3 separate regions of the Mus musculus genome follow, and regions 2 and 3 are each linked to region 1. A link is a contact called in public promoter capture Hi-C data. All regions are on one chromosome and are shown on one strand. The core of a region is the stretch at or near the end of the contact, and the rest is flanking DNA. Distances in the headings are between cores, read along the strand shown. Region 1 holds the start of Isoc2b (isochorismatase domain containing 2b). Region 2 holds the start of 3300002P13Rik (RIKEN cDNA 3300002P13 gene). Region 3 holds the start of Prkcg (protein kinase C, gamma).

Region 1 (4,936 bases), core at 1,947-4,446:
AAGAAGAAAGAACAAGAAGATATTAGATATCCTCACAGCAAAGATCAAACTTGCCCCCAAGGAACTTGATGCCCCTAATCAGCAACAAATCGTCTAATTAACGATGTTGCCCCCTTTCTGACTCCTGACTTTATCCAGGGATGTCTTTCTTCCCTGTCCTTTTCCCTCTCTTGTCCAGTGTTAGGAGGTTGGAAGGGTGGAAGAAAAAGGGTGGAGAAGCGTGGGAGGAAGGAGAATCCGCAAAGCAGCAAAAGGCACACAAGCTACAACACACACACACACAGCACACAAGCTACAACACACACAGCACACAGCACACAAGCTACAACACACACACACACAGCACACAAGCTACAACACACACACACAGCACACAAGCTACAACACACACACACAGCACACAAGCTACAACACACAAACAGCACACAAGCTACAACACACACACACAGCACACAAGCTACAACACACACACACAGCACACAAGCTACAACACACACACACAGCACACAAGCTACAACACACACACACAGCACACAAATCAAAGCAAATACTTCTTTTTGAAACAGGGAGAGAGAGGCAGCTAGAGAGATGGTTCAGCATTAAGAGAAGTGACTGCTCTTTCATGATGAGGAGGTTCGAATACCACAGTCAGGGGGCTCACAAACACCCCCTGTGACTCCAGCCTCAGGGGATCCAAAGTCCATTCAGGCCTCCATGGGTAAACGCACACAGTGAGACAGGGGCATGTAATACATAAATAAGATAAAAATAAATCTGTTCTCTTTCTTTTTCTTTTCTTTCTTTCTTTCTTTCTTTTTGTTTGTTTTTTTTTTTGTTGTTTTTTTGTTTTTCGAGACAGGGTTTCTCTGTGTAGCCCTGGCTGCCCTGGAACTCACTTTGTAGAACAGGCTGGCCGTGAACTCAGAAATCCATCTGCCTCTGCCTCCCGAATGCTGGGATTAAAGGCGTGTGCCACCATGCCCAGCATAAATCTGTTTTCTTAAAGACAGGAAAATAGATGGAACTGGAAAGTATATTAAACAACCACAGGAGAAAAAGTACAAGGAGTCCCATAAAGGACCAGAGGTGGACCCTGAGTCTAGAAGGCTTTGGGCTGTGGTCCAAGAAGGGGGCCTGGGCTTGGTTTATTTATATTATACAGATTCTATTTTTGTACAGATTTGCATGGCACTGTGATTGAATTCGGAGCTTCATGCATGCTGGGCAAGTGCTCCACCATCTGAGTTATATCCACAGCTGTGCCAGGGACGGACTACAAGGGTGGGAACTCTGGAGGGGCTGCCTTTGGCTTTGGGGGTGAGGAGGGGAGAGCCTGTGTTATTTATGGGTTTCACAGGCTTTCCCACTTCCCACGGATCTCCTGAAATGCCAGGCACAGGTACCTCCCAGTTGTGCATTCTACGCTAGGCGAGAGCCACAGGCTCAGTGTCGGCACTAACGTACATGGTGTGAATAGCTGTTAAGGGAACTGAAGCCAGCACCTGCCAATTAACTTTATAGACTCTAACACAAGAGTGATGGCATTTGCCCTTTCTTTTCTCTTTTCTTTTTCTTTTTACCAACCCCTACCGCTACCCACACACCTGCCCTTGGTTTCACTATGTAGCTCTGGGGAGTCCTGGAACTCACTTTGTAGACTAGGCTGACATCCTAACTCACAAAGATCTGCCTGCATCTGCCTTCAGAGTGCTTGGATTAAAGGTATGTACCACCATGCCTGGTTCTTTTCTTCGTGTGTGTGTGTGTTTATAAAATTTTGGGTGTGTGTCTGCCCATGTGTCTGCTTACCACATGCATTCAGTGCCAAAGTGGCCAGAAGAAGGTGTCTGAGCCCCTGGAAGTAGAATTACAGGCGACTGTGAGCCTCCACCACTGTCTGGCTTGTTGTTTTTAATCTTTGTTCAGCTCATTTTGTTTTTGAGGCTCAGTTTCAGGATGCACTTGAGTTCACTGTTCTGGGGAGACCAACTTTGAACCTCTGCCGGTTGCCTTCCCAGTCCCATCCCATCCCCCATCTCTCCCACCCTCACCCCACCCCCATGCATACAGTGCTGGGCACTAAAGCGAAGGCTTTATTCATGCCAGGCAAGGACTCTGCCACCTGAGCTACAGTTCCAGCCTTATTTCTTTTTCTTTGTTCGACAGTGTCACACTCTGTGGCCCAGGCTAACCTGGAACTCTGTGTATATATATATCTCTCCCCCAAAAGATCCTCACCCACACTCAGCCTCCCAAGTGCTGGGTTTACAGTCCTCGTTAGCCACCATGCCTAGCCCTTTTCTCATAACTTCAAGGTGAAGAAATCCTCCTGTCTCCACTTCTGAGTACTTGGGGTCATGGGTATTAAGCCACCGTAATCAGCTTTTGTTTTCTTATTCATTGAACTCAAGGCCTCAGCTTCTAGAACGCTGGGATTACCGGCCCTGAGCCACCATACCAGGTTTATATATCTGGATGAAGTAATCCTCTCTCTCTTAACCCCCACTTCTAAGTACAGAGTCAGTTTTCTATATAGACCACCCAAGGAGACAAGTCCTGAATTCCTGGAGAAAAAGCTAACTGGCAAGCAGTGGGGGAAAATGTCTTACGAGGCTTGTTCTTTTGTTTTCTTAGTTTGACTTTCGGGTTTTCGAGACAGGACTTACTTCCGTGTTGTACTGGCTATTCTGGAATTCGCGTTGTAGAGTCAGAATTATGCCTGCCTCTGCCTCCTGAGTACTGGAACTAAACCATTAACTAAATCATCGGTTTATGATGATTACTGGAACTAAACATTTGCGCCACCATGCCCGGCTGTTGTTTTGGTTGACAGGGTCTCACCACGCAGTCCCGGCTAGTCTCGAACTGGCGATACTCGTGCTTCAGCCTTCCTAGAGCTAGGTTACAGAAAGCATCACCTCTCCCCGGTCGCCCCGGATGGAGTGGATGGTGCCATGAACCCTACACTAGCCAAGATTGAGCCTCTAGCTCTCTGGTCGTTCTTCACCCTCCTTCCGGGTTAGAAGCCGAGCTCTCAGCCAAGGCCCTCCCTCCGTGGATTTTCATTGGTCCTACCCTCTGTCTCTCCGCCTGCTCCAGTTTCTTCAGACCAATCGAATTAACAGGATGGAGTAGAACAGAGTGAGGCGAACGCCGATTGGTTGGCTCGGCGCGGGGGTGTAGACCCGCGGCTCTGACTACGTGTCTACAAAGGGCAAAAAGGAGGCCCAGTACGGGGTCAGTGGGAATCCAGCGGGGAAAAGGTCACGGGACTTCTTGGAAAAGGGGCCCGAACTCGAACCTGGGACCTTCGAGTAAGTCCGGTTCGTTACTTGCTGGCTGTTTGCAAACCCACCATCCCGTCATTCAGACCGGGAAACGGAAGCTTTGCAGGGTGTCGGGTTCGGGGGTTGGAATGGCATTCCATTTGGTCTCAGGATAGACCCGCGGGGAGAGTCCCCAACCCTCTCTAGAGACAAATTTTGCATCAACCCCGCCAGTGAGCTAACCCTGGAGAAAAAAAGAGACCCAGAGAGGAAGGGAAACTCACCCAGGGTCACACAGCCTGAAATTCCTGGTTCCAGGAGTTGTGGTCCCCGCTTCTCTCACAATTACGTGCTCCTCTGTATCGCTCTCCCTAAAGCATCGTGGATCCTCTCCCATCTGTGTCCCCAGTCCATCTCGATCAAATCTGGCGAACTGAGCCTGGCTGTCATGAAAGCCAGGCAAATCAAGTGCTCTCTACCACTGAACTCCATCCAGCCCCCTTGCTCATTTCCTTCACACTGTGCCTCCCAAAAATGGGTTCCCAAGCCAAGAACCCAGCCCTTGGGACATAAGCCTTAAAAACCTATGAGGGGAATAGAGAAGGGGGGGCGAGTAGACATGGCTCAGTGGCTAAGAACTCTGGTTTCTCTTGTAGAGGACCTGGGTTTGGTACTCAGCACCCAGACGGTGGTTTACAACCGTCTTTAAATCTAGTTTCAGGGGACCCGACTACCTCTTCCAGCCTCCACAGACACTACATGCATGTGGCTATGCAGTCTCAGGTCAAACACTCATATAATAAACCCAGTCCGGGCTGGAGAGATGGCTCAGCAGTTACGAGCAGTGGCTCCTCTTCCAGAATGGCTCACAACCATCTGTAATGGGATCTGCTGCCCTCTTCTGGCATGCAGGCATACATGTAGACAGAGCACTCATATACAGGGAATAGATAAATAAATATTTTTTTAAAATTAAAAGTAAATCTGATCAACACACACATTTGGGATCCAGAGAGAAATGACTCCTTCGCTTGTCTCTGACCTCCACATATGCCCCATGGCATGGATACCCTCTCCCATATAGAAACTAAATAAATAAATAGAAATTTTTAAGGAAAAAAAAATCTACATTTGCCATTCAGGGAGCACAGATGGGAGTTTGCCATACCGTTCTTGCGCTTTTCATTTCACTGGCGCACTTTTTATCTGTGTTGGAGACCTCCCTTGCAGGTTTGTTTGTTTGTGGGTTTTTGTTTGGTTTTTTTTTGTTTTTGTTTTGTTTTGTTTTTTAAATGTCTGTGTTGGAGACCTCCCTTGCAGTTGTTTTTGGCTACAAAGAATCCACAGTGAGAATTTGGCTGGCTGCAGTTTTTGTAATCCCAGCTACTCCTTCCGGAAGTTTCAGCAGGAGAATTGCTCGTTGAATTCCAGGTGCCCTTGGGCGATTTAGCAAGATTCTGTGGCAAACGGTGTTGAATCTGATCTCCAGTACTGCATGAATCACTTGTATGCTGATAAATTCTTGCACTAGGGTGTGGAGGCTAGAGGATCAGAAGTTCTAGGTCACCCCAAACCACAAAGTGGAAAACTTGAGAGAGAGAGAGAGAGGGAGAGGAAGAAAGAAGTATATGTATCTAATCACAGCTCAGTGACTCCATACCTAGAATCCC
Region 2 (4,478 bases), core at 1,485-3,984, 1.4 Mb after region 1:
CGTATTTGTTTTTGTCATCCCATTTTGCAAAGGTTTGGGATCATCTCGATTGAAGTGCCAAACAGTAAGAAACAGCAAAAGGAAACTGTTTAAGATAGCTGATCAGGACAGACAGGTAGTTCAGGCCACAGACAGTGAAGGCATTCCACTTAGCTATCAAAGGCTTAGAACATCCTATTTTGGGTTCCATATCACATCTGAAAAAGTAGGAATTGAGGAATGAAAAAAAAATCCATCCAGAGCCCAGAGGGAGTGAAGGATGAAGGTGAAGGATGTTCTTGAGGGGTCCTGAGAATACTGGGTACATGCTGGGGACCAGCATGGCAAAGATCTCATCAAGCTAATATAACCAAAGTGGGTTTGATGGGTGTCAAAAGAGGTAAAATAAACACATATCCAGTTCCTAGGGGAATGTAGATTATCCCACTAAGCAAAGGGCATAGCATGTTTTGTCAGAGAGTAAGAGGCACAGCTGAGAGCAGAGGAACCACCGGGTTCCATGAGGGGTGTGGAGTGTCTGTAGAGTAAGGGAGGAGGGCTGTAATGTCTGTCCCGACCATGTCAAGGCGAGAGGAACTGGAAATAAACATTTCTAAGGAGGTACAAAGTGCACCCAGAGCGGTGAGTAGACCTGGTAAGAACTTCAGTTGATTGTATCTGAAAACAGAGAATCAACATAGAACTTTTTTTTTTTTTTACTTCCGGGTGGGCGTAGGGTGGTCTGTCTCCACAGAGGCACACAGAATGGGAATGTGGGATGTCTCCAGGCTTCTAGTTAAGGGCACAGGCTGTCTGTGGGTGCATGGCTGTCTGGTGGGGAATTCAGGCAGTTCTAGGGGATACGGGTTGGCGGGGGTGTATACAGGCTGTTGTTCTGAGGGGACCAGCTGGGTTTGGAAGCACAGGCTGTCTGAGGGGTACAGGCTGGTCTGGGGCATAGGCCACAGCTAGAAGGCAAACTTTAAGAAACAAGTTTCTTTAGGGCATATGCTAATTAGGGATATGTGCTACCCCTGAACATCTCTCACTCTCCCCGCCCCCTTTCTCTCCAGTTTCTGTGAGCACAGGTTGATTTGGGCACAAACATTCTTGGGGGATAAGAACAAGACAAAAGTTTCCCCCAGACAAAAGTTTCTTTCTCCCTGACTGTGGGACACAGATCTGGGCTCAGAACACAGCCTCTCACCTCCTGGCAGCTCAGCTGGGCCACAGGTCTCCCTGCCCGCGGGCACATCCGCCTGCCACAGTCGCTTGATGCACACCTTCCACAGCCCCAAATGGGCGGCCTCACAGACGGCGCTGCCATTGGTCTTGTATGTATTGAGTTCCACCCAGAACTCGGTGCCCACAGCCAGCACAGCCAGCGTAGCACCCACGATTGCCACCAGCAACCCCAGCTTGATCTTGCCCTCTCGCTCCGGAGTCAAGCCGAGATTCTGCTGTTCTTGGGCACGACGCCGGCCCACAGCTGTCCGGCGTCGGTCTTCCTCTTGCATGAAGAAGTTAGACCACATCATGATGATGGGATCCGCTGGAGCTCAGGCGAGCCTCAAGGAGTCAGAAAGACCTGTGCAGCGGGTCCTAAGGGGCAGGGGGCAGGGCCTAGACTTTCAAAGGAAGTAGTAGGCTCAGTGTCAACTAGATCGGGAATGAGAAAAAGCTGAGCCCCAAATGCAAGAGTGGAGGCCTTTGCCCCTGAGAAGAGAAACTAACTATATTTTTGGCCTAAGGATGCTACCAGGGCTTATGCACATGAACGTGGCACAGGTGAGGCCTAGAGAAAAAGCTAGGCTACTCTGAGGTTTACCTAGCCAATGAGAAAACTGAGGAGCCCAAGGGAAAACTTGCCCAGTTTCCAAAGGTTGCTGATGGGGTCTCCCGTAAGTCTCACAGTTTTCCCTTGAAAAGAGGGGAGCTGAGGTTTTTCGTGTGTTTGAGATATAGTTTAGATTTCTTCTGGCTCAGAATTTGAGAAAGGAGGAATCTCAGAACACTTTTGGGCTATACAAAAGTTAGAATTGGGATTTCACTGGTAAAGTTAGAAATCGCTCCAAGTCTGAGAGAGGCAAGTGGAAGCTCCAGTATTCACAGCAAATCTGGGACCCCACTGGAATTCGAGGGGGTATGGGCGAGCCAGGGACTACTCAAAAAAGAGCCCAGGTCTCCTACAGTGGCTGAGAATCACAATGAGGTCCAGAAAAAGAGGCTGGGGACTCTCTGTAGTCAGGACAGGGCTCAGACCAAGGCACTGTGGTCTACACTCTGGCTTAGAAAACCAAGGCAAAATACCCTGGGGGACACAGGAGTTGGAAAGGGACTCTCAGTCAGTCTGTCTGCAGTTACTCGGCTCCCCCTCCCCCGGGCTCCCAAGTCCTGCTCGGCCAGGATCGCTCCAAACTCAGCTCAGGGTCCCGCGCTCCCTTTGGACTTCCCACCCGGGTCTCCCGGGCACGGGTCCCTTGAGCTCTCCTGCCTCTGCGCCACGCCGGCCCCAGCTCCGCGATGCCTCCGAAGCGTCCAGCTTTGCTCGCCTCTACCCAGTCAGCTCTCCGGACCTGCTGCGCTCGCTCCCTGCCTCGCCCCATCCGCCCACCCCCTCACCCCACCGGCTATTTCAGGCTCGACCCGTAAATAACACTCGCACCTGTCGCAAGCGCCTGTTGCCATAGGGATCCGGGTATTTTAAGGGGACAAGGGGCGGGGGAGGGAGGCCTCTTGGAAGGAGGGGCTGGGGGCCGGGTCTTCAACAGAGCGAACGAAGGGAGATCTGTTTCCCCAAGGGTCCGGGACCAGGCTGCAAAGTCCAAAATCTGGATCTCAAAGAGCCAGTGAAGTCAGAGAACTTGTGTTTCTGTCCTGAGCAGTCCAGGCTGGAAGCTCCCTAGTTGGCTTGCAGGATTCTGAGGTCCAGAGGCTTGGAAGAAGTACTGGGGGTGGGGGCGGGGTGGACTCTTTGAGTCTGAAGGTTTGGAGGAGGTGGGCTTGGTCTGGATTCTTAAAGTCTGGGGGAGGAGAGGCAGGGTATGTAGTTTGAGGGTTTCAGGGAGAAGGGTTGAACTCATATGTATGTGGGAACAGAGCTTCAGTATAGGCTCCTGGTCTTGAGGGAGGAGGACTAAGGCCTGGACTGTGGGCCTGAGAGAGGCCTGGAACCTGACTCTTCAGTCTGGACAGGGGAGTGGGAATAGGGCTGGGATGGGGGGTGGGGGGCCTCCAGGTCTGAAGAAGGAGAGCTAGGGCTTGTATTCCTAGAGTTGTCTGAACCTATACTCCAAGACCTGGAAGAGGCCCCTATGGCCAGAATCCTCAGGGTCATTAGATCAGTTTCAGTGTTCAAGTCCTCAGTCCCCAAGAAAGTAGAAAAGACAGACTCTAGGGAATTAGGGTGCTGGGACACATGAAACAGAGCAACTGTCCTTATTGGATTTATTAGCCTGTGTGTCCCTGGGGGCCTTTTTTACAGCAGAGACCCAGACAGGGGACAGCCACGTGGCATGACAGCAGGGTCTGATTCTTAGCCCTCACTCCCTCTCTCAGCCCTTCTGTGGACCACCCAGGTGGGACCCACCTTTCACCAACTCCTTCCTTCCCCAGGTAGCTCCTCCAGTACATCAGCTGCTACGACCAGGTGCCTGGAACACAAGTGCCACCTCTGCTGGCCCCACTCTGGACTTTTTGGTTGGAATCAGTTCTGAAATGGCAGGGGACTGGCATCAGCCAGTCCTCAGAAGACATTCCTGAGCACTGAGTTGTCGTTACTGAATGAAGATAATGTCACTGGATTTGCTCAGGGCTCTCAAAGCAAGATACACAGTGTCATCAGCGGGCTCTGGAAGGTGGGCAGCGCTGCCTCATTGTGGAAGTCCTCCCGAGGCTCTCTTCCCTGTTTGCTATTGAGCTGTTCTCCCCTCTTCTGGCCCCTGGACCTCTCCATATTTCTCAATCCCATCTGCTTTAGTAGCTATGGAAATTCTGTGTGCATTTGCTGTCTTCTTGCCGATACGTTTTCCTTCTCTGTCACTTTCACTTTTCATTTTCAAATGAAAATAAAAGTATTTGTTTTGTGGGGTGTGGGGATCTAGGGGCATGTGTGTCGTGGTGCATATGTGGAGGTCAGAGCAACTGGCAGGGTCAGTTCTTTCCTTCTACCATGTGCGTCCCAGGGGGCGGATTGAACTCCGGTTGTCAAACTTGACAGCAAGTGCTATCTCACTGACCCTCTTTCAAGTTTTTGTTTTAAGAAAATGTCTCTTTCTGAAGCTCGGGCATGCCTTGAACTCTGGTGATCCCCCTGCCTCAGCCTCTTTAGTTCTGGGATTTTAGGCATGGGCCACTACACTCAGTTCTGTATCGTTTTCATACCAAAATGATAGCTGCTTGGATTCTGTCTCCCACTTCTTCCCACACACCACTCCCCCAATGCTGGATCAGGTTTCTGTCTCTGAAGCTGGACTGCAGTCACCTCTTCTTGCGCTGAT
Region 3 (4,758 bases), core at 1,669-4,168, 1.6 Mb after region 1:
TCTGGGAAGAAACAATCTCTGCTGAACTGCTAAGGTAAGATTGGAAATGTCTAGATTCATGCTACCTGGTTCAACAATGTAGCTGTTCAAATTTAAATCAATCTGAGGAAAACCAAGCTTAGATTTCTGTTCCTCAAAGCATCCCTGTTTCGTGCTGGCTGCATGCTGCTGATGGCAACCGTAGAAAGAGAACATCTCCCTTATCATGGGCAGTTCGTTCCACTGGTCACTGCTAGATTACAGATGCATTTTACAAGGAAGAATCGGAGGCTGGGTTTAAAGTGAAGGAGGAGAAAGGAATCAGTGTCCAGAATTGACTGCTCAACAGCCCCTGCTATGCAGAGGGAGGGGCAGGGTGAGGTGGTTGTGGATCTGAATGCATTCTTGCGCGTGAGTGCCTAGTGTCTGTTCACTGTGGGGTCTCTCTAAGCCTCCCTAAACATCTAACCATCTTCTATCTCTGCCACTTCCTTTTCCACACACACCCCGATTAAGATAGGTCTTATGTAGCTCAGGTTTGCCCAGAACTATCTATGCAGACAAAGCTGGCCTTCAATTCTAGATCCTTCTGCCTCCACCTCTCATGTGCTAGGATGTGCTAGGCTTGTGCTGTGACACCCAGCTTTGAATTTCTTTTCCTACACCTCTGTCCGGTGTGATCTCTCTCTGTCTCTGTCTATGTCTGTCTCTGTCTCTCTCTCTCTCTGCCCCCCACATTCTAATTTTCTTTAATTTCCTCTTCCCTGGATGTCAGTCTCATGAATCCAGTGATAACTTTTGGTCTCTTCAACCCCTGTGTCCCTTTCTGTCCCTCACCTATGTCCCCAGCCTCTCCCAGGCCCCTTCTCAGTCCCCCTTTTCAGGCCAAGGGCAAGGAATCTGGGCCAGACTGGGCTCTTTCTATCTCTCCAGCCCCCCTCCCCTCCCAGCCTTAAAAATAGCAAGAGAAATTGGGACGGACGCCGAGGGGGTGAGGGCGGGGACGTGGCCTGAGGAGGAAGAACCAGGTGTCTGGGCACTCACGTCCGTCTGGGGGCCCTTTCCAGCGCCTGGACACTCGAAGGTCACAAATTCGTGGCATCGGCGGTGAACCACAAAGCTACAGACTAAAGATGAGAATACAAGAGACACAGAGGGAGGGTGAGACAAGTGAGAGACCCCCAATAGATGAAAAATTAGAGACAGAAATTCCAGCTCAGAGAAAACCACCAACAGAGGAATTCCCACATAGAGAGTCCAATGAAGAGAAAATCAGAGGAGAGACCCAGACCAAGAGCTGTATGGAGACAGACAGACACAGAGGCACAGAGAGCAGGACCTAGAACCCCAAGAGACAGACTTGAAGAAAGACAAAAAGAGACAGAGAAACACAAAGTAACACAACCCCCCAATATGCTTGGGTGCGCACGCGCGCGCGCACACACACACACACACACACACACACAGAGAAAGTAGAAAGGAGAGAGAGAGAGAGAGAGAGAGAGAGAGAGAGAGAGAGAGAGAGAGAGAGAGAGAAAAGCAAGGAAAGAGGAAGACAGGTTTTGAAGAGAAAAAACAGAAATATCCTTAGACAAGGGAGACATAGAGAGCAGCAACTTGAACAGAAGTGAGTCTGGGGGTGCTGCTTCGGCCCGCCTCCCACCTTGAGTCACTCTGTTCTTAGCCAAGTGGCAGCTGGTGTTTTAGGATTCGCCCCCCTTGCCCGGCCCCCACCCGCCCATTAGTGACCCCACCCGGCCTGCCCCTGCTTTAGGATGAATGGTGTTGTCATGGCAACGGCAGTCTGGGGGGGGGCTCTGACTTTGCATCTCTGAACCCCTCCCCCCTTCAGCTCCCCTTTTCCAAATCTCCCTGTTCCCATGGAAACAGATTCTCCAAATATCTGTCCCCACCTGGAACCGGCCGAGGGAGGGGCCCCCAGCACCACCTCCGCGGTGGCCCTGCCATCAGAGTTTCCTCCCCACCACAGGCTGTGTGTCTCTGCCACACCCCCCCGCCCAGGGCTCCCCCGCGCCTCTCTGGGGACCACAGAACACGTGTGTCAGCCGCCTCAGCTGTGAGGCCCCAGCCTCCACCCTCAGGGGTCCCAGAAGTCCAGGTCCCAGCTCTTACCTTGACATTGCAGGCCCTGCTTTCCAATGCCCCTGGAAGAGTCAAGGATCTAAGGTCAGTGCAAAGAGGGGTACCCGGGCCCTCCCACCTTGCAAGACATAGGTTTGCAGTTTCCCAATTTCACCCAGATGTCTGAGTCCTAGTTGCCTTCTCCGAGAACCCAAAATTTCTAGTCCCAGCTCCCTTTCCCTTGGACCCTAGAATCCAGCCTGGCTCTTCCTCCCTCAGACCCAGGAACCCAGACTTCCACCCCCTGCCATTAAGCCCAGGAGTGGGAGCTGCAGCCCCTCTCTGCTCAGTCGCTTGGGGACCAGTGTGACATGACTGTTCCCAAGTCCCCTCCTTTTCCAGCCCTCTCCCCTAGCCCGCTTCCCTCACCAGATGAAGTCGGTACAGTGACTGCAGAAGGTTGGCTGCTTGAAGAAACGAGCGGTGAACTTGTGGCTCTTCACCTCGTGGACCACCTTCTGCCTCAGCGCCCCCTTTCTGCAAAACAGGGGTCGGGGTCCCCCCTCTGAGTCGCCTCCGCCAGGGCCCAGACCCGCCATGGCCCCAGGAACGCAGAAGGGATCACGAGCTGGCCCTTTTTCCGAGGAAACAGGTGGACGGCGGTAGGAGGACTCCGCAGACTCTGAGATAGGAAGGACAGGGGCAAGGCACCTAACGGTGCACAGCACACGGCAGAAAGCAACACCCCGGCACGGGCAGCACCGACCGGGGAGAAAGCGGGTGGGGTCAGAGCTGAAGGCTGGGGCATCAAGGAGCCGCAGGCACGGGCGGCGGCGGGAGCTTCGCTCTCAGCACCTGCTGAAATGTAGAAGTCGGGGGTGGGGGAAGGCGTTGCCATGACGACCAAGGGGCGGGGTTTCAGTTTAAAGCCCCCCCCCCCCGCCCGGGACAGATGCCCCTCCCTCCTCTCCACATGCACACTTCCATTCCGCAGGCTCTATGCAAGGAGGGGACGTCCTCCGAGCCTTGTCCACCCCCTTTCTCCCAGTCAGTCAGTCATCTTGGCCCCCACACCCATCTTCCTCCCCCACTCAGCCGCATGAGTAGGTTTTGTCAGGATCTAGAATCTGGGGTAGACCCGTGTGTCTCTGGGCATATTAATCTTTTAATCAAGAAACTTTGTCTTTAGTGCTGAGGACTTTCTGATAGACACGGAGGCTAGTGTCTCATTCCTCGTGATGCTTCAGGCTCTTTATCGCTCTTAGAGCCTCTGGGCTTGGTGCTATGCCTCCCTCTGGGTGTGTTTCTTTTCTCTCTGCCTTCTCACTCTTTTCTCTCTTTTCCTCTCTTCTTTCCTGTTTACTCTCTCCATTTCTCCCTCTCTGCTTCTCTCTTTTTCCTGCTCACGTCTCTCCTCATGCACCACATGGTGTACTGAAAATGTTTTCATTTCCATTGTCCTGCCTTTCCCGATCTTCGCTAATCTGTGTTCACCTTTGCTAGTTAAATTCAGCTAGTTAAATTCCCTAGTTAAATTCCCGATGTCCGTCACTCCCTGCTTCTGTATTTCTCCTTTCCTGTCGCTAGAAGGCGCTTTCTCTGAGTAGTTGCCTTTCCCTTCTGTCCTTTTCTCTGACCCATTCAGGGTTTTTCCTTTTGGCCCTGTGATCCTCTTTATCTCTGCGGTCCCCCCCCTGTTCCATGTGACTCTGGCTCTAGTGGTCTCTCCTTCTTTCCCTGTGACTGTCTCTGGGGGGATATTGACCCTTTTCGGTGTCTCCTTGGGACTGTCTTCGGGGGAATCTCGACTCTCCTCTTTGTCGTCTCTCCCTCCTTTGCCTCCCCGAGACTCCGTCTCTGGGATTCTCCCCACTCTGTCTATGGCTTTCCAGCCCTGGAGGTCTCTCCTTTATCCACGTCTCCCTGTAACTCTCCATCTCTGAGGGCCTGTCCCCTCCGTATCTCCCTATGACTATAGCAGAGTGTATTTCTTGACTCTGGATCTCCCTATGCTCTGTCTTGGGTGTCTCTCGTGTTTCCCTGTGACTCTCCACCTGAGTGGTTCTCCCAACTCAGTGTCACCCTGGGATTTCCTATGCACACGCCCAGGTCTCTCCTCCCCTGAGTTCTTCCCCAGGTCACGCCCCACGATGCGCCTTTCTTGAGGTTCCAGTCTTCCTACGGATCCATTCTGGCAGGAAGCCGTTCTAGGGAATCCTGGCCCGCCAGAGGCTGTCGAGCTCAGTGCACTCTGGGACTTATAGTTGGGGCCCTCGTGTACGCTATTCTTGGGACGCAAAGGAAAACTACTCCCGGCGTGCAATGCCGGCGGCTGCGGTGGCGCGGGTGTCGGTTCAGCAACACGTCGTTTTTGCGGTTTTGCTGAGGTCGCAGTGGAGTCGGAATTCCAGAAGGTGCAGGGGAGGTGAAGGAATTAGAGTCAGTCCTCAAGCACCCTTCTGAACACAGAGTTCTCTGACCAACCTGCAAGCCTATTTATTGATGTCTGTGGTTTTCTGGGGCAACGGGTGAAGGGCACTGGGGGTACAGCTTCTTCCTCTGTTGCTTTCCCGAGTTAAAGCAGCAGATCACTGGACGCTACAGTTCTATTTTGTTGTTGTTGTTGTTGTTTAAATAAGGGCTTGAACACTTTTAATCCCAGGCAGAAGCAGGAGGACCTCTGTGAGTTTGATGCCA

Evidence for each region. Promoter capture Hi-C pulls out the DNA fragments that hold promoters and counts their contacts.
Region 2: a contact with region 1 is called in a promoter capture Hi-C map of hippocampal neurons, with 4 times the contacts expected there. The contact joins the promoter of 3300002P13Rik here to the promoter of Isoc2b in region 1. A contact is called at or near these places in 2 of 39 promoter capture datasets (hippocampal neurons and second pharyngeal arch cranial neural crest).
Region 3: a contact with region 1 is called in a promoter capture Hi-C map of pre-B cells, with 4 times the contacts expected there. The contact joins the promoter of Prkcg here to the promoter of Isoc2b in region 1. A contact is called at or near these places in 3 of 39 promoter capture datasets (hippocampal neurons, liver and pre-B cells) and 2 of 115 datasets of contacts at active chromatin or transcription factors (astrocytes and embryonic stem cells).

What each region holds. Positions count from the first base shown.
Region 1 is chr7:4,864,439-4,869,374 of GRCm38.p6, reverse strand. Isoc2b (isochorismatase domain containing 2b) reads left to right here and starts at 3,196. Exons shown (of 6, transcript NM_026158.2): 1 at 3,196-3,314.
Region 2 is chr7:3,421,701-3,426,178 of GRCm38.p6, reverse strand. It overlaps 3300002P13Rik (RIKEN cDNA 3300002P13 gene), which reads left to right and starts at 2,734. Exons shown (of 2, transcript NR_126426.1): 1 at 2,734-2,905; 2 at 3,595-4,478. It overlaps Cacng6 (calcium channel, voltage-dependent, gamma subunit 6), which reads right to left and starts at 1,517. Exons shown (of 4, transcript NM_133183.2): 1 at 1,187-1,517. The coding sequence starts at 1,517.
Region 3 is chr7:3,301,692-3,306,449 of GRCm38.p6, reverse strand. Prkcg (protein kinase C, gamma) reads right to left here and starts at 2,918. Exons shown (of 18, transcript NM_011102.4): 1 at 2,491-2,918; 2 at 2,113-2,144; 3 at 1,024-1,106. The coding sequence starts at 2,660.